Linked DNA regions of Mus musculus: regions 1, 2, 4 and 5 are each linked to region 3. The links are chromatin contacts, called in public Hi-C, HiChIP or PLAC-seq and promoter capture Hi-C maps. All regions are on one chromosome and are shown on one strand. The core of a region is the stretch at or near the end of the contact, and the rest is flanking DNA. Distances in the headings are between cores, read along the strand shown. Region 1 has its middle 24 kb from the start of Cd180. Region 2 has its middle 8.5 kb from the start of Gm41046. Region 3 holds the start of Ccnb1 (cyclin B1). Region 4 overlaps Mast4 (microtubule associated serine/threonine kinase family member 4). Region 5 holds the start of Mrps27 (mitochondrial ribosomal protein S27).

What was found. Promoter capture Hi-C pulls out the DNA fragments that hold promoters and counts their contacts. A called contact is a pair of places that touch in the nucleus more often than the background predicts. HiChIP or PLAC-seq counts read pairs in DNA pulled down with a chosen protein or histone mark.
Region 1: an H3K4me3 HiChIP or PLAC-seq map of bone marrow-derived macrophages shows a contact between it and region 3, with 5 times the contacts expected there. The contact joins the enhancer-like site here to the promoter of Ccnb1 in region 3. A contact is called at or near these places in 3 of 39 promoter capture datasets (the 3T3-L1 cell line, cranial neural crest and liver), 3 of 115 datasets of contacts at active chromatin or transcription factors (bone marrow-derived macrophages, embryonic stem cells and pro-B cells) and 1 of 9 other capture datasets (liver).
Region 2: a promoter capture Hi-C map of liver shows a contact between it and region 3, with 3 times the contacts expected there. The contact joins the enhancer-like site here to the promoter of Ccnb1 in region 3. A contact is called at or near these places in 4 of 39 promoter capture datasets (frontonasal cranial neural crest, hippocampal neurons, liver and 1 more), 2 of 115 datasets of contacts at active chromatin or transcription factors (embryonic stem cells and large pre-B cells) and 1 of 9 other capture datasets (liver).
Region 4: an H3K27ac HiChIP or PLAC-seq map of embryonic stem cells shows a contact between it and region 3, with 3 times the contacts expected there. The contact joins the enhancer-like site here to the promoter of Ccnb1 in region 3. A contact is called at or near these places in 5 of 39 promoter capture datasets (embryonic stem cells, hippocampal neurons, liver and 1 more) and 3 of 115 datasets of contacts at active chromatin or transcription factors (embryonic forebrain and embryonic stem cells).
Region 5: a Hi-C map of CD4 T cells shows a contact between it and region 3, with 4 times the contacts expected there. The contact joins the promoter of Mrps27 here to the promoter of Ccnb1 in region 3. A contact is called at or near these places in 3 of 39 promoter capture datasets (hippocampal neurons, liver and pre-B cells) and 1 of 484 Hi-C or Micro-C datasets (CD4 T cells).

The regions. Positions count from the first base shown.
Region 1 is chr13:102,715,247-102,718,973 of GRCm38.p6, reverse strand. No RefSeq gene overlaps it. Among named protein-coding and RNA genes, the nearest start is that of Cd180, 24 kb to the right of the region's middle. Within about 2 kb of position 1,788, at least 12 of the 459 cell types and tissues checked have an H3K27ac peak or open chromatin away from gene starts, as enhancers often do. A contact at or near this core is called in bone marrow-derived macrophages, where this site is marked.
Region 2 is chr13:102,656,335-102,659,626 of GRCm38.p6, reverse strand. No RefSeq gene overlaps it. Among named protein-coding and RNA genes, the nearest start is that of Gm41046, 8.5 kb to the left of the region's middle. Within about 2 kb of position 1,261, at least 66 of the 459 cell types and tissues checked have an H3K27ac peak or open chromatin away from gene starts, as enhancers often do. A contact at or near this core is called in liver, where this site is marked.
Region 3 is chr13:100,785,052-100,788,734 of GRCm38.p6, reverse strand. Ccnb1 (cyclin B1) reads left to right here and starts at 2,249. Exons shown (of 9, transcript NM_172301.3): 1 at 2,249-2,353; 2 at 2,832-3,002; 3 at 3,117-3,278. The coding sequence starts at 2,333.
Region 4 is chr13:102,743,699-102,747,323 of GRCm38.p6, reverse strand. The region is part of intron 26 of Mast4 (microtubule associated serine/threonine kinase family member 4); the gene reads left to right. Among named protein-coding and RNA genes, the nearest start is that of 1700099I09Rik, 15 kb to the left of the region's middle. Within about 2 kb of position 2,138, at least 90 of the 459 cell types and tissues checked have an H3K27ac peak or open chromatin away from gene starts, as enhancers often do. A contact at or near this core is called in embryonic stem cells, hippocampal neurons and stem cell-derived epiblast-like cells, where this site is marked.
Region 5 is chr13:99,342,515-99,346,197 of GRCm38.p6, reverse strand. It overlaps Mrps27 (mitochondrial ribosomal protein S27), which reads right to left and starts at 1,412. Exons shown (of 11, transcript NM_173757.3): 1 at 1,323-1,412. The coding sequence starts at 1,395. It overlaps Ptcd2 (pentatricopeptide repeat domain 2), which reads left to right and starts at 1,520. Exons shown (of 10, transcript NM_026873.2): 1 at 1,520-1,634; 2 at 2,793-2,885. The coding sequence starts at 1,529.

The sequences.
Region 1 (3,727 bases), core at 539-3,038, 1.9 Mb before region 3:
TGTTGTTGGGGTTTTTTTTTTTTTTTTTTAAAGCACAGAGAGTTTAGAGGGAAAAGTGGGGGTAGTGGTGAGTAATTGGAATGAAGGGATAGCGGAGGAATTTGATTAAAACACATTACATTGCATGTATCCAATTTTCAAACTATAAATAAAAATTATAAAAATAATAGACCATGTGGCAAGCCAAAAATACATTGTAACATGTTTAACATTTGAAATAATGTCACACATCATTTCTGATTATTGAAGAATGAGACTAATATCAATAGCAAGAGAAAATTTTAAACATACACAAGGACACAGAGACCAAAGGAACAATGAGTTATTGAGGCAATGAGCAGGGATTTTAAAAAAAAATTTCTTCAAATCAATCATTAGTTGAAATACAACAGAAGAAATCAATAACCATTTATTAGCATTTTACTCTTAGTAAGACTCATTTGCGCCCAAAGCTTATAGAACAGTTGAAAATACTTGGTATCAGCATTTTTCAGATACACACCATTTGACAGTCTAGAAACATTTCCTCACAAAACAATTGTCTTTATGACTACAAAGAGACCTAAGAACCACTTTTCTCTACTATATGATACCAAGATGTTCCACCACCAGAGATCGTTCATTGTCATCCACTAAGCTGAGACCAGCACCATGCATATTAAATAAGGAGCAGAGGAATGAAATCTGTGAATTTAGTTCACCCATTCATCAGTAATTCATCAACATAACACAGAACTGTGAATGGACAACCCTCTTTCCTCTCAGCGCTTGAGGTAATTACTAATTTTTCATATTCTATTGCTTAAAGTGTATATAAACACATTTCTTCTATGACACTCTGTGACAGAGGAACTCTACTTATTCCATTTATCATCTTTTCCTGGTGCTACTAGAATGTGTTACATGGGCAGCCAGGTACCTGATAAATGAATAGGTTCTATTATTCAGTATTTTCCAGCTAGTCAAACATGTTACACATTTTTTTCCAATGAGAAAAGTAAATAGATGTCTTCTCTCTTCAAAACAGTTTCTCGTATTCTATTCCAGTCAATGGTAATTAGAACATGTCCTGAAGTCAGGCTGCAATTTATCTTGCCAGACTCTCTCCACAAACACACAATCAAATCAGAATTAATAAAAAGCCTGTTTTCGTTTTTAATATCTGAAAAAAAGTCATCTGACAGTTCATAAATTTCCCGCATGTAATTTGCTACAGCTAGACTCTTAAGACGTCAGGAGGATTCTGGAAACTAGGAAAAATTCCATCCATAAATTTCTATCTATCTCAGCCATCTGAGCACCAAAGCAAAAGCATTCCTAAGTTCTCCTGCAGTTAAAAGACAGAGCCTCCATTGCACTGTCTCTCAGACTTCCTAATGCTGCAACCCCTTAATACAGTTCCTCATGCTGTGGTGACCCCCAACAACAAAATTATTCCATTGCTACTTCAGAACTATAATTTTGTTACTATTATTAATCATACTATAAATATCTGGTATGCAGGGCATCTGATATAAGACCCTTGTGAACAAACAGGTCATTTGGTTCCTAAAAGGGTCTTCACCCACAGGTTGAGAACCACCACTCCAAAGGGCCTTGGTTCTTACAGTCCTCTGAAGATAACTTATCCCATGACAGAGAATGTCAATACGGGCTGACAGAACTTGTCAAAACAACCCCAAGCACCTAAGGGCCCTTTCATTATTTTAAAAGCCTCACTCAGTGTATATTTTCTTTGCCCTTTCCAATTTCCTCATCTTAGCAAGGGCTTGTGTCAAATCACCCTTCCCCTTTCTGGACTGATCTTCCTCATTATTGCCCTAAGGTTGTTGGCTGGAATCAAATTTCAGGCCTACAGACCAACATCTGCTGAGATTAACACATACAGAAAGCCCACTTAGTGTATTTGGTCAAAGGTACTCCAGGATACATCTTAGTTCTTTCCCTGGGAGAACATTCAGAAATGTAGTCTTTCCTTTCCTTCTAGGCACAGAAAAGGTGAATAGAAATGTTCTTTACAGAGATATATTTCCTTCACTAAAGATAGGACTAAAAGGATAACTAAACATTGGTAACTTTGCAAACCAGTCTGTGCTACCATTGCGGTCGATGCAGATCCTGTTAGCAGGAAGCACAGAAAAGCATGGTTCTGGCTGCCCTAAGATGTCTTACATCGTAAAGCAGCTTGAAGAATCCTACTGAACGGAGGGCGCAACTCTCCAAACAGCTCTCTTTGCCCTTTATTTAGCCATTGAAACGTTTCTATATGCAGCTGTGAATGAACCTAAGGGCTAGAAGGGTATGGCTCAGTGGTGGAGCTCTAAGTTAGCCCAAGGGAGGCCCTGATATCCACCCCTAACCATTAATTCTGTGATGTCTTTGATCCTTGTCTAAATTACCTTATACATACACGGTTCAACCTACATTAAAACTTCCTTGTTGTAGCCTCTATGTTTTAAAGATATTTTTAGAAAGCAAACATAGGAAATAGTAAAACACAACCAACACATGTATAAAGCAAGCAAATAAACACAACAACAAACCCATACCAAGAGTTCTTAGGTTATATGATTAGCCAGAATTCCAGACCCCAAACCATGAACTACCTAGCAGTCTTATTGTCTTCCTGTAGCACAAAGTGACGGTTAGCACTCACCCAGAAGGTCATGTCCTCTCTCACCACATCAATCAACCTAGGATAATTCCACAACCTAGCAATTTGACTTACCTAGGAAATTACCCCCTGCTTCTATGAGAGTGCTCCTCCTACCCACCATCCACTCTCGCCTCACCACCCTAGCATCTCCCTATGCTGGGGTATCAAGCCTTCACAGGACCAGGGGCCTTCCCTCCCTTTGATGCCAGACAAGGCCATCCTCTGGTACACATCCAGCTGGAGCCATGTGTACTCTTTGGTTGGTTTAGTCCCTGGGAGCTCTGGAAGGTCTGGTTGGTTGATATTGTTGTTCTTCCTATAAGGTTGCAAAACCCTTCGGCTCCTTCAGTCCTTGCCCTAACTTCTCCATTGGGGTCCCTGTGCTCAGTCCAAGGTTTGGCTGCGAGCATCTGCATTTGTATTGGTCAGCCTCTGCTCCACTCTCTGTCCCTGCATTTCCTTCAGACAGGAGCAATTCTGGGTTAATATTTTTGAGATGGGTGGGTAACCCCATCCCTCAACTGGAGGCTGTGCCTAATCACTGGATATGGTCTCTATAGGTTCTATCCCCCTTTGTTGGGTATTTTGGCTAAGGTCATCCCTGTTGGGTCCTGGGAACCTCTTGCTGTTTCAAGAGCCCAGTTCTCTGTGTAGTCAATGACATGTTGGTCCAGCATACTTGGGTGTGGAAAGAAGAAAGACCTGTTGGCCATGGTACAAGTTAGTACCTTACACAGCTCTACAAAAAGTCTATTAATTTGGTGAAACCAAGGTCTCTTAGAAATATCCATCCTCTTTCATTAAGCTTCACCAGCAGATGGCTATCTGTAGCCGGGAAGGTGAAGGATGAAGATGCTTGGAGGATCCACTGCAGGCAGGCTATAGCCAGAATGCATGTATCAGTGCCACTTTAAACCATATCCTTAAGTACCAACCTTCCTAAAAAAATTTGTCACAGTGTACTGTCACTTTGGAATACATGTGCTTTGTTAAATGGTGTCATGCTAAAGAAATTCTCCCAAGCTGGAGATATAGCCACTCCTGTTGGACCCAGTGCAGCTTCTGTGAATG
Region 2 (3,292 bases), core at 12-2,511, 1.9 Mb before region 3:
CATGCATGTTGTGGTGTGTGTATCCACACATACACATACATACACACACATACATACATATACATATACACATATACACACAAATATGCATACACATACACATACACACATATACATATATACACATACACATATATACCTACTCATTTGCACACATACACATACAAATACATATACACACGTACACATATATACACACACATACACACATGCACAAACACATACATACACACATATATACATACACATACAAACACACACATATATATATATATACATACACATACATGTATACACACACATACACACACTGCTTTTAAAGAATAGAAAATAAATCAAAATAATAAATTATGCAAAAGTTGTTTATAATAACAATATATCAGTTACCAAGTTCTTCTGTTGTTTCATTTGAAATAAGTATTGAAATTTTTCCTGAGAGTTATGATACAAAAGACAAACTTATAATGACAACCTTGATGAGTAATTTTTCACCAATAAAGTGTCAGTTGTAAATCAATGAGAATACTTAATTCCACTTCAAAATGCGTTTAAAGTGGGTTGTGTAAACTAACAAGAAGGGCCGACACGGTTACCAGGAAACCAGGTCCCATCTAGCCTTGCTGTCTTGAGGGATAGGCCATACTTGACTATCTGAAGATAATCTCAGCAGCTCACAGAGAAATCTGTCAGTCAAAAGGGCCATGTAACATATATACCATACAACAACCACATTGTGCTTGTGGCTTTTTGTAGCCATTTCAAGATTTTAAGGTCTTTGCAAGTGGAAACCCCTCTTCTAGATCTTGTGATCTTTGCAAGGAACTTAGTGGGGTCCAGCCCATTGACTAACTACTAAATAGTGGTAGACAGCTAAAAGTGCTTTGAGGCCACAAAAGGAGACACCCATGAGTAAACACAGGAGAGAATGAAGATGACATAAGGCGCCTGGCAGGAGACACTGGTTGTGTAAGAGAGAAGGATGCCGAGCAGCCTGGCTGCCTGTGCGGGACTTCCCACTTAGCAGCACACTCAGAGGCTCAGCTGAAGAAATCAGAGTACTCCCCACCTTTCGGCGTGCCCCCCTCAGGGCACCAGGGGTCTGAAGAAGGGTCTAAAGCAGGGGGGATCCACCCTGACTCCAGGTTGGGGTGGCTATTCTGCCAGATATTTTTTTTTTGAGCCACCAGACAGGCTGTCTCCTGAGATCTGACCCAAAATGGAACTTGGAGGAGAATCAGCTGGCCTCCATTCAAGCCAGACAAACTCAAACAATGCTAGGAGCTGGGGAGGGACCTCGAGACCCACAAGAAATGCTTACTTCCCTTCAGTCTGTGGTATGGAAGCATTTAGTTGAATCAGCATGCTGTGTGACAAACTGTATGGACCCTTCACTGCTTAGAACATGAGTATAATGTCATTTACAGGGATGAAGAATAGATAAAACATTTAAAAAGAACAATATTAGACGCTATTACAAGCCTCGTGGGCATGTCCTAGACCACAAGTGAACGTGATAGAAGTCAATCCACAATCTAGAAGGTTCTTAGGCTTTAGCAAGTTAGCCAGATTCCTCTGAAAAATCCTAAGCATGGTACTTGCTATGATCAGCGCTCAAGTAGGTAGGATGACGGTTTTCTAAGGTGGAAATATTGGACAGGAAGATTGACAGGGTGAAGCACACACTGGCAAATTTATTTTGGAGGCAGGTATGCTAATGTTGATGGCCATCACTGTGGCCCCTTGGACAAGGTCCCTAGTCCTATGTCATTGTTCAGTCTTCTGTCTGGGTGTGGCCAGTATGTGTTTGACTAATACCCAGTGGCCAGGTGAATTCTGTAGCTCTTTGTCTCTCTGCCTCTGTTTCTCTTTCTCTCTCTTTAACTCCATCTACTCTCCTCTATGCAGTATTCTCTCATACATGCTTCTATGGAGAGAGAGAGACAGAGACAGAGAGAGAGAGAGAGAGAGAGAGAGAGAGAAAGAAGAAGAAGAAGAGCAAGAAGAAGAAGAAGAACAAGAAGAACAAGAAGAAGAAGAACAAGAAGAACAAGAAGGAACAGAGAATGGGTTTAACTTTCAAAGCCTTAAAGTGAAAGTGGGACATGAGGCCAACATGCTCTGGAATGCAGGGTCGTTTGTTACCAGTCAGGTGCTGGCTGCTGGGTTTTACCAAACCAGACCAACGAGGATGTTTGCTATTAACTTTAGGCTCTGGCCATAAAACCGAAAGGCAAAAGATGGGGCTCATCTGTAATGCCCTTGGCACACAACACTGCCCAGGGCACAATGGTTCCTCAGATCAAGACATTTAAATTCGTTCAACACATGGTAATTTGCCGCACCGTGAGTGCAAAAATCAAAAGATTCAAGCCCCTCAACGCTTACAAGAATCATGTTGGGGGCCAGCGGTGAGGTGGGGTGGGAGGGTTAGCTAAAGACAGAAAATCAAATAATGTAGGTGCTTTTTGTTTGTTTGTTGTTAAACTGATTTTCCTCTTAAAGCAGATCTTTCTCTTGATAGTAGAGGGTAATTAAGGATCTTTCCAAGGGAAGATGGCAACTGGCTTCAACCCTGAAGGAAGCAGAGAAGTTTGCAGGGCTGCAAGCAGTCTGTGAGAGACAGGGGTAATGGAGAGGTGAGAGGATCAGGGCAATCCAGAGAACAGGGTTAGTATAGGTGAATGGGCAAGCAGGAGGTGAAGATGTCAGAGGGTGGGGACCAGGACTGTGGGGCTGAGCCCAGGGAGCCTCACACATGCCTCAGTGGAGAAAAGGAAGCCAGGGAAGAAAGTGTGCTGAGCAGGCAGTGGTAGGGCCATGTTCATTCCCTAGGAGGATCAGTGCAATTAACCTCAGAAGGACAGGTGGCAGGATTGTCACCGCATGCTTTAAATGGTTCTGTGTGAAGAGAGAGTACTAGTTTAAAGTAGATGCTGATGGGGTGACCCTGAGGAGTTGATAGGCCCAGAGATCCTTAAAGCAGCTGTGGGTACCGTAAGGGGACAGCAAGAGGCAAGAGGAAGATGGTGATCAGCCGGGCTCTGAGCAACTTACGGTGCCTCAGGGCCACTGTCTTATTAGAGGACCACGCCTCTAACAAGAGTCTCCAGTGACTTAGTTTGCAAAGAACGCATGGAGCAACAGCTCCGATTAGTTTTGGAGACACTGGGAAGAGGGAACCACAATTAAAGAATTGCTTTCTTCGTGAGATTGGTCTTTAGGCATCTCAGTGTTGTTATTTTCTTGATTAACAATTCAGGAAGGAAGGCCCAGCCCACTGTGGGCGGGGCCA
Region 3 (3,683 bases), core at 1,000-3,499:
GTTTTGTATAGGTCCTGATAGCTGCAGTGAGTTCATGAGTGTCATTTTGCACCACACCTGTTGTGTGACAAAACACACATCTGCTCACCCCAGATAGGGAGTTCAAGACAGACCAAAAAGTATGGATACCACCAAAATCCAACTTGGTGAAATGAACCATTGAGTTTTATTGTAGTTACTCACAGGAGCAGAAATGACTCAAAGACAACTGCATCAGCAAGGCCCACCCCAGCTCAGGTGACAAGCTTTCAAAAGCTGGGAAACCTGAAGCACACTGCTTCAAGCGAGTGTGATAAGACCTTGTCTCAAATAAAACAAGCCAGACTTACATACACACAGGGTCGGGGGATGAGCAGGGAATCCTGGGATATAGTATTTGCTTACTACATATCTTAATTTGTAAAGCAATGATTACTACAGGGCTAGGGATACAGCTCCATTGGTAGTGCTTGTCCACTATGCTTGAAATCCCGGGTTCAGTCTCCGGTGTGACATAAATCCCGTGTAAAGATGTATATGTAAGAGCCGGGCGTGGTGGCGCACGCCTTTAATCCCAGCACTCGGGAGGCAGAGGCAGGCGGATTTCTGAGTTCGAGGCCAGCCTGGTCTACAGAGCGAGTTCCAGGACAGCCAGGGCTACACAGAGAAACCCTGTCTCGAAAAACCAAAAAAAAAAAAAAAAAAAAAAAAAGATGTATATGTAACCTCAACAATGAGGAGGCAGGGGAGGGAGAGCAGGAGATTTAAGGTCACTCTCAGTTACACATGAAGTTCAACAACCTGTGATGCATTTTATAAAACCAAGAATATGTTTTAGAGAGCACAGGATGGTGTGGTGGGAGGGGGTGCCCTCAGTGGGCCCGTACTGAGGCTTCCACTCCTCACCCCAGGTACCAGCCATATGACGGGTCTACCATAGAACAGCTTACTTGGGGGCATGGGAAAGGAAGGTGAGAAGTGAATAGAGACAGAGAAAGAGAAGGGACGAGAAGGGGGGGTGGGAGAGAGAAAGAGAGAGAGGAGAAAAGATGGGGGGAGGGAGAAGGAGAAAAAGAAGAAAAGAAGCTGGCCAGGAACCTGTGAAGAGAGGGAGAAGGGAGAGAGGGAGAAAAGGGACAGAGAGAGAAAAGAGGGCAGAGTCAGAGAGAGAGGGAGAGGCCAAACAGTCCTTTTTATAGCAAGCCAGGCCTACCTGGCTGTTGCTAGGTAACTGTTGGGCGGAGCATAGAAGGAATGCCAACAACCTGTGCTACAAGAGATCCTGGTCAATAAATAAATCCGCGTTAGTGTTACTGAAAATTAATGTGGAAAATTTCACTGAAGTTAATAAGCCTTAATAAGGAGTTTGACATAGAAAGATAGAGAGTTGCAATAGAGATCTTTGTTAAATAAGATTTTACAAAACTATATTTTTGGAGTAATCTTAAACTTAGAGCAAAATTAAGCATAAGGCACATTTTCTTTTATCACTGGGGCAGTCGCTATTGGGGAGCTTGGTATGTTAATCTATTTGCTTATAATAACCATTTACAGCTGGGCGGTGGTGGCACACGCCTTTAATCCCAGCACTTGGGAGGCAGAGGCAGGTGGATTTCTGAGTTCGAGGCCAGCCTGGTATACAGAGTGAGTTTCAGGACAGCCAGGCCTATACAGAGAAACCCTGTCTCGAAAAAACAAAAAGCAAAAACAAAACAAAAAACATTTACTATGTGTATGTGTGCTAAAACTTCATGCTATCAACCTCAAAATCCATCCCAGATAGCTGTTGGAACAGTCATATTAAAGACCGTCTCTGCAACAAAGCTTTCGGGAACTCTTAAGATAGTATTGGCACTTCTATAGAAGAGGATGAGAAACAATAAATAGGACAACAGCAAAACTGATATGCGTACTCCCCACAGTCATTTTCCTAAAGTCCAACGGAGTCGCCTGGGCTAGCTTGGACAGCACACAAGTGAGCACTGCACGCCATGCCTACCTAAGGCAGGTGGCAGCAATGCGACTTGTGCGCAGGCATAGAGCCTGACCTCGCGAGGGGTGGGCGGTGCTGCCAGCGGCAGCCTCGCTCTGGCCCCGCCCCCGCCCCACCCCCGCCGAACTTGGGATCGCGGGATCGCCCAGGAAACGCATTCTACGGGAACCCGCGGCGCCAATGGGAAGAGAGCGAGTGCCACGAACTGGCCAATGAGGAGCGAGCGGCCCGGGGTTTAAACCTAAGCCCGGCAGACTCCTCCCGGCGTGCTGCGGAGGAACGGCTGTTAGTGTTTAGCTGTGGATAGCCAGAGGTTAGGGTGTCTTCTCGAATCGGGGAACCTCTGATTTTGGAGGAGCCATGGCGCTCAGGGTCACTAGGGTGAGTCGGGCCAGGCGCTGCGGTGATCGCGGCGGGAGAAGACCGCGGGATCCCGGAGCGGGAGGGGGATCCGGGAGGGCTCCGGCGAGGCCGGGGAGCTGAGGACCCACCTTATGGAGGGTGAAAAAGACCTCTGGACCTATCTGGGCTGCAGGACTTGTGGGGAGTGGGTGCTGTGCTCTTAATGGTGAAGGCCCAGGGTGAATTCTTCGCCTTCCCGGAGAGCTGTCTACGACGGAGGCTTTTATGGCATCCTTTCCGATGTAAATTCACCATGTTTAGGGTGGCTTAGGACTTAAGGGGAAACTGGATTAAAGGTGAAAGATTTGGGTGGAAACTTGCTTGTCACGGCTGGAGGCTAGATCCTACCACCCTTGCTTTCCTTAGTTAGGTCCCGCCTTAATTAACCCGTGACTTCCTCGGGGCTGCCTGCTTGCTGCCGTGGACCCTTTTCAAGTTGTTCTTTTACTTCTTTCAGAACACGAAAATTAACGCAGAAAATAAGGCCAAGGTCAGTATGGCAGGCGCCAAGCGTGTGCCTGTGACAGTTACTGCTGCTTCCAAGCCCGGGCTGAGACCGAGAACTGCTCTTGGAGACATTGGTAATAAAGTCAGCGAAGAGCTACAGGCAAGAGTGCCTCTGAAAAGGGTAACTATCGCCCTGAAAAGGGTACCGATCTCCCTAGCCCAATTAACCTGAAAAGGCCCATCTTCTAGCTGTCACCCTTGGGAAAACATTCTGTTCTCTCCCTTTCATCCACAGGAAGCAAAAACGCTAGGTACTGGAAAAGGTACTGTTAAAGCCCTACCAAAACCTGTAGAGAAGGTGCCTGTGTGTGAACCAGAGGTGGAACTTGCTGAGCCTGAGCCTGAACCTGAACTTGAACATGTTAGAGAAGAGAAGCTTTCTCCTGAACCTATTTTGGTAAACTTGCATTTTTTAAAAGTTTGTTTCTTCTCTCTGACTTCATTTCACGTTGATGCACATGACAGCATTTAAATATATTACTTATTATTGAGTGGCTAGCAAAAACATTTTACATGCATTAACGACTCTGGGGTGAGTATTAGCACCCTGCGTCAAATGGTGGCAGATAAATATGGTGGGGCTTTTTGTTTTATGTAGACACCAGAGTCTCACTCACTATGTACTCCTGGCTGGCCTGGGACACGGATGTGGGCATAAATCATTTTCTTTTCTGTGTCTCTGTAGCTCATGCTGTCCTTGAACTTGAGATTTCCACCTCCAATGCTGGGATGGTATATTCAAAAACTATTTTTAAAAAGATTTCAGGCAGAGAAATGAGATTAATTAATAAAATAAGGTGCT
Region 4 (3,625 bases), core at 889-3,388, 2.0 Mb before region 3:
AGTTCTTGAACAAAGAGTGTAAAGTGACCAGCATCGGCAGTGGGCGTCTACACGCCATGGCCGGCTTCATACTGCAGTGGCAGCTCTGTGTAGTATACCTGGCTGATTAATTTACAGCCTCTGTGTAGTATACCTGGCTGATGCTAATTTACAGCCTCTGTGTAGTATACCTGGCTGATGCTAATTTACAGCCTCTCATGGCATCCTTAGGAAACAGCAGCAAGATCACTAGTAGGGCTGTGTGCACACATGTAGAAGCACAGGAACTACAGTATCTGTCTCGTGGGTTGAGAACACCAGGAGCACTTTCTACATCTCATTGCTGCACCTTGAGTCTCATTTCCCCTTACAGCGTTGAAGTAGCCCTGCTGTGGAACCTTCAGCTCACGAGTACAGGGAGGCGGGTCCAACAGCAGTCAGCAGTGTAGACTCCTGGGATGAGTGGATGGTCAGGTCCCTCATTCCTTCCCTTCCAGGAGAGCTTGATCGTGGGACAGCATCAGTCTTTCTAAAATAACTTCATGGTCTTTCGTAGATGGAGACCATAGTGTCCCAGTTTTCAGCCTTTGCTCGAGCGATAACAGGTCAGGCTTAACCCTATAATTAAGGAACTTTCCACTCAGCCGTATTACTTTGTTTAAATTCTTGGTGCATAAGAAAACCTCTAGGCCTCACCAGCACTTGGTTCAGGAACTTCAGGAACTCTGGGAGCTTCTCAAGTATGGGGTGGGGACAACCAAATGGCATGACTGTCATCCTTCCGTATTTCCTTGTATTTCCAGAGCTTTGGGCTAAATGCTGCAAGCGTCATCTAAAACAACTCAGGGAAATAGCTGATGGGGAGCTGAGGTTATAGTTCCGTTGGTAAAGTACTTCCCTGGCAAGCATGGGGACTTGAGTTTGATCCTCTAGAACAGTGGTCCTCAGCCCCCTAATGCTGTGACCCTTTATTACAGTTCTCCATGTGGTGGTGGCCCCCAGTCATAAAGTATTTTCATTGCTACTCCATACAGTAATTTTCTTACTGTTATGAATCCTAATGTGAATATCTGACATGTGATCCCCTAAAGGGGTTATGACCCACAGGTGGAGAACCACTGCTCTAAAACCACACGGGGTGCAGACACCTGCAGTCAGTGGCACTTGTGCACTCACCACTGGGGAGTAGAGACAGGAATGTCACAGGCTTTGCTGGTCAGCCAGGTCAGCCTACTTGGTGAGTTTCAGATCATGTATCAAGAAACAAGGATGTCTTCTGGCCTCACATGCTTGTGCGTGTGCACACGTGCACGCACACACACACACACACACACACACGATCCTACACAAAACTCATACACATACATAGCTAATGAAGCAAGAGTACTTGGCACCCGCCAGGCTCTGCTGGGTTTTACACAAATTCATGTGACCCTCGGTTCTTCTCTGAGGCAGATGCTATAAATAGAGGTGTCCCCATTTTCCAGACACACAAACCAAAGTAGAGAGCCATGAGCAAGGCAGCCACAACCATCTGCTAGGTCAGTGATTTCAACCCAGGCAGCGTGAGTCAGAGGCTGTGCTTTCAGTGCCTACCACACACTTCTCCAACACAAGCATCTAATTAGGAGTGCCTCATCATCCAGTGCTCACAGTAGGAAGGCCTAGCATCACCAGGCTATAATCAAAGTGCTAAACCTAAGGAACAGACTGTAAACGTGGCAGAAGTTCCCAAGAAGGAAAGACTACTGGCATCGAAAAAGCTCAAGAGAACTGAGGGTTAATCTGTACAGGCCTTAAATGATGGTTCGGGGAGTTGAGGAGAAGTAGGGATAGCCCAGGCAACATGGATAGAAATGCAAATGTGAGGTGGGTGGGTCTCAGGTGTTGGGAAGTACACAGTGAGCCTAGTAGGTTGAGGCCTTGGTTCATGTTGGGGTAAGGTGTGCTAGCAGGCTGGAGCTAGGGCGGAGGATGAGAGTCAGGGCCACAACACAAGGGAGGCCAGAAGGAAGAAACCTTGACTCAGTTCAGCCCACTTAAAACTTCTCCTCTCCCCTTGTGCACTGAAACCCGGAAAGACTTGCAAGTCAGAGCAAACTAAGCAGACATCTAGCAGTCAGCTTGCCTAGTTCTGTTGCTGCTGCTATTGTTTTCTCAGACAGCTATCACAGAGTTCTCTCACGCCCCAGCTTCCTTGTAGCTCCTGCTGTAGCTAGGTGGATCCACTAGGTGGCAGGCTTCGCAAACAGCACCCAGTATTTTTTTTTTTCTATTCATTTACCATTTCTCCTGATGCTTCTGATTAATATTTGCATGATGCACCTTGTGCATTTTTTACTACAGGAGCTGTCTTTGGTGTATGAATATCAGTCCAACAAACCGCTTTTTGAAAAGTCATAAGTAGAAACAAACAAAAAGTAGGTTTAGCTTTTGTGGAAGGGGGCATTTATTCAGAGCCTCAATACATGCTGAGTCAGCGGGCCCTGCTCCTCTCCATTTTCTAGTGAGAAGCACTCATGATTTGTACTCTAATTTATCATTCACAATTTTATCATGCTTATGCCTCCTTCGTTTTTCAGTGATCTAGTTCTCTGAGCATGCCCCACATGGCCCATGATGGTTTGCTGACCGCCACTGTGGTGGACACAAGCCAGGCACTGGAGAGGTAGAGGGGACCAAGCACCCGCTGCCCATGCGGAGCAGATCGGGAAGGAGGGGCACTGGGGGATGAAGGACAGAGTAGCCAGACTTTGATGGTTCCATTTACCACCATGACTCTGAGAGCAAGAATCTCAGGGGTCCTTGAAACTGTTATCATTATCTATAGTCCAACAATGACAGTCCTTTCTCACCTCAGGAGTAGTGACCCAACCCTCGGATCTTGATTATAAGAATAAAGATTATACATGAGAATGACTTTAAAGCTAAATTGTATTTTTAAAACACCAGGTGGCATTGTTAGCCTCCTACTAGGATATGAAAGTCTGAGCCAGGTGTGACGGGACATAACCACAATTCTAGCCCTCCAGAGGCTGACGAGGAAGAACTGGCACATGTTTGAGACCAGTGTGGGCTACCCTGTGAGTTCTGGGCTAGCCTGATCTACAGTGTTAGACTGTGCTTTAAAAAAAAAAAAAAGGCAATGTTGAGATGCATTGGAATACAAGCCCCAGTGGCTCATGGGATATCAACCTAGTGATCATATGGAGGTGTGTGTGCACTCAGTATAGGAAAGTAGCAAAGAACACTTTTGAAAGATAAGTCCCAGCAGCCTTGTTGCCCCTTTTCATCCCATTCATGAAGGCCTCCTTCCACGAATCTTCAATAGCGAATTTTCCACTTGGTGAGAAATAAGCCAACCTCTCCCGTTAAAGAAAATGTAAATGTTTTAAAGTTTTGCACCTACATGTAGGACATATGACTTACCTTTCTGTTGGAATTCAGACCCCACCTACCTAAAATATTTTCTGCAAATCTATTATTAGGTGGGAGATTATACTTCTAAAATGATATATGAAGAGCTATGAAGGCAATAATAAAAACACTGTGTTTTCAATTATAAGCCAGAGATAAAACATCAACAAAGAGCTCCCTGAAGCAGTGGTGGCCAGCCTGTGGGTCGTAACCCCTGGCGTTTGCAAAC
Region 5 (3,683 bases), core at 163-2,662, 1.4 Mb after region 3:
TGGTCTAATGCAGTGTCCAAAAAACTTCTGTAGAAATAAAAATGTTACATTTTAAATTGTCCAAGACAAAAGACATCAGCTACATGGATGTACTGACCACATAAAACACTAACTGCCGTGAAGAAACTTAGTTTTTAATCTTATTTATCTTCAACTTAAATTTAAATAGCTACAAGTACTAGCAACTACCAAGTTGGGATAGCTTCAGAGTATAAACTGCCAAAGTAAAGGTTCTCTCAAGTTGCTCTGTGTAGTTTCCATTCCTTTGTTACAATAGTTGCCCCAGCCATTATAAGCAACCAACTTACTCTCCTGTATCTACTAGTGTGGGTCTTATGAAACTTCAAAGAATTTACTACCAATCACAATTAAATATGCCAAATAGCTCTACAAAGCACTCTTAGTGCCAAATATTGTTCGTATCAATTTGTCAAATGTGTGATATGAAGTGTTCTTGCCAGGTAGTTCAAACACTTTATCTTTAGAAAACTCTTGAGGACAACTGTGGAGTTTTTAAATGGCTGTACACTTACAGGAGTGAGAGCAAGTGAGCATTGCTTCTCTTTTTGTGACTGGTGTTAAGGGAGTCTGATTGAAAACAAGCAGCATTGCAAACATCCAAGTGTGGTTAGTTCATTTTACTTCTGTTATCTGGCACATCTTCAAGGATTACGAGATTGTAAGCACTACAAACTCGGGTTTTGCAAAAACTTCAAAACGTATTTTCACCATTAGGTACCCTAAAAAGGCTTTGAGTGATTATGTGATTCAACTCAAGCCATCAAATCGCTCTGCTTGTTTACCTACTGGTGGAAAAAAAAAAAAAAAAAGAAATGTCAGGCAGAAGTTGTGGCCAAGGTCACCAGGTAAAGTGAGGCTAGTGTTGAAAAATTCTTTCAGGAGATGAAGACCAAGGGTTCGGGTCATCAAGTACAAGGCAGTGAGGGAAAACTTTTGCCTGATGACCCTCCAAAGAAATCTCAGGGGAAGAAAACTGTTCTAGCCCACGGAGTGAACATATTTGGGTTTTTCATGATCACCAAGAAGTCTACTAATTTAATACATTAAACTTGCAAGACATACGCAGAACCTCATGCTACAGCCTTCCCCTACTTTTCAAAAGTTTGGAATGGCGGGTACTAGCCTTAAAGAAGAGGGATTATTTTTCCTTTCTGGGTTACCAATACCCTAAACGGCTTCTCTAGCAACCGGATCCCAGACGCACTTATGCGCTTCCTGGAAGCCCATCACCCCCTTCCTTCAATAAACAGCGTGCTGGGAGGCCTAAATGGAGCTGCAGCTCCAAGGCAGCAGCCACCAACCTGCGAGGCAAAGGCGAGACGCGTCTAGTCGCCGAGCCAGGAGCATCCCACACCGCACCATGGGAGCCGCCATCTTGGAGCGCACCAAGTGGAAGGCGGGCGTGGGGGGACAGGCACAGAGCCCGCCTCCGCCGGAAGTGGTCCTACCACCTCAGAGGTCCCCCCTGCCCGGGTCCCGCAGATGGTGCAGCCCGGCCCGGAACAACATGGCTACAGTGTTTCGGCCCCTGGAACGCCTGCGGGTGCCGCGTCCTTCGCTGCATCCCGGGGTGACGGGCTCAGGCTCCGCCTGCTGCCGCTGCACTCTCGGAGGTACGAGCGGCCGCACGCCTGGAAGGAGGGAGGGTGGAAGAGAAGGGAGCGTGAGCCCACCGCGGCCTCTCTTTTTGGAGGAGGCTCGTGCGCCCTTTCCCTTTTGCTGCACGCGTGAGCAGCCCGGTTTGCTTCCGGACTGTGAACCCCTCTGCTCTGTGCCTGGAAAGCAAAGGGCAGCTAGGGACTGCACTTGCAAAGGTCCAAGTTGCTCTTCGAGAACATACCTCAGTCGTCGGGTGTCCTTTTCTGCAAGGTTTTGGTGCGGAGTTTAAGAGATGGGAACCCAAGCTGTGCTGCTTACATTCTCAAAGACTCGAGGCAGGCGTCCTCATCCCCCAAATTATTCCTTACCGCCTTTCTGAAGGCGTGACTGCTATTGATAATAAAATTATTATAATGTGGGCGCGCACACACACACATAGCATCCAGTGACAGAGGTACCCTTCTTCATTTACAGAATAGGAAGTAGACAAGGTTGTCACTCGCCCAAGGTCACAGGGAGCTGGCAGATGCTGTATTTGAACTAAAGACCCAGATCTGACAGCGTCACAGGACTGCCTTTTCATAAACAACTATTTTTGTTACTACCTTACTGTGTCAGATCTCAGTGCACGGTTCATCTGTTTTTATCTCATGCACAGCCAACGATGCAGAAGGGTACATTCCAGACTTGCTGATCTGTGGTCAGTGATTTCTGATCTAGGGTTACTGAGTCCAGATCTGAAAGGCTATCTTCAGTGCCGAAGTTTCAAAACTGGAAGTCATGATATAGCTTTTCCCAATATTTCATGTTTCTCCCAAAATAAACCAAGCAAAAGTGTGTGTGTGTGTGTGTGTGTGTGTGTGTGTAGGTGTCTGCAGTGTGTGTGTGTGTGTGTGTAGGTGTCTGCATTGCTAGCCCCCAACTAGATAGCAAATGCCCATTTGTTCTTCATAGCTCATCTTGTCAACCAGTCTTCACACTCCATCAATCCCTACCTCTTTCAAATGTAAGACTTGCATTCAATACTTGACTGGAGATGTTTGCTTCTCACCAGGGATATATAGTATTTGTACCTCTCTGGATGGATCCTTTAGAGGCAACCATGCTCTTATTTGCTGCGGGGGAGGGGGAGAGCAATCAAAATGACTTTATTTTCTTTTTCTACTTTTTAGCTAAAAGATACCTACTCACAGATAACATTGTGAAGTTAAAGGAATTTCAACATAAGAAGATAGCTATTGCATATAACCTACCTGGCACCAAAGGTAATATCTGTTTTATTAATTCTTTAATCGTCTGTCATTCATATTTCTCCTTTGTCTCTATTCACTCTTTCAAGACCTATCTCATAGAGAGAAAAAAGACAGAGTGACCATTAGTTTCCTCATCAACCCTTTCTCTCAGACTCTGGTACTTCAAGTCCATGGCTCTTCCTTTAGCCCTGCCCCTAGGAACCCCACGAAAATAGTGATATTAGCCCTGTGGCCAGTCATCTAGATCTCTGCTGCTCAGAATATGATTTGAGGACCATCATCAGCATCAATTGGGAGATCGATAGAGATAGACTTGGAAAGGCAGCAGATTGGAATAGACTACATAGTTCAAGAGTCCAGGCTTTCAAATGTTGATTAAGTATACCGTAGACCTGTGATATACTTGTAGGTCAGTAAGACCATGGTGTGGTAGTACATTTGGATTTTTCACACTTTAGAATCTAGGATTTACTTTGAAAAGCTCACTGTATTTAGGCTACACAGAAGAATCAAAATTAGCAAACTTGGCACCTGTTAAGACTGATTGCCAGATGAGGGTCATTATACTGGTTTTTTTTTTTCCCTCCTACTTTTGAGAGATACTTAAGGAGTTAAAAGTGCTTGCTGCTATTCCAGAGAGCCTGAGTTCGGTTCCTAGCACTCACATTGGGTGACTTAGAACTGCCTATAATGGTCTAGCTTCAACTCCTCCGTTGCCCTCTTCTGGTCTTTGCAGGCATAAATGTGCACAAACCTTTGTGCAGACATGCATGCCTGCATAAAATCAAAATATTTAAAACATGTAAAAAG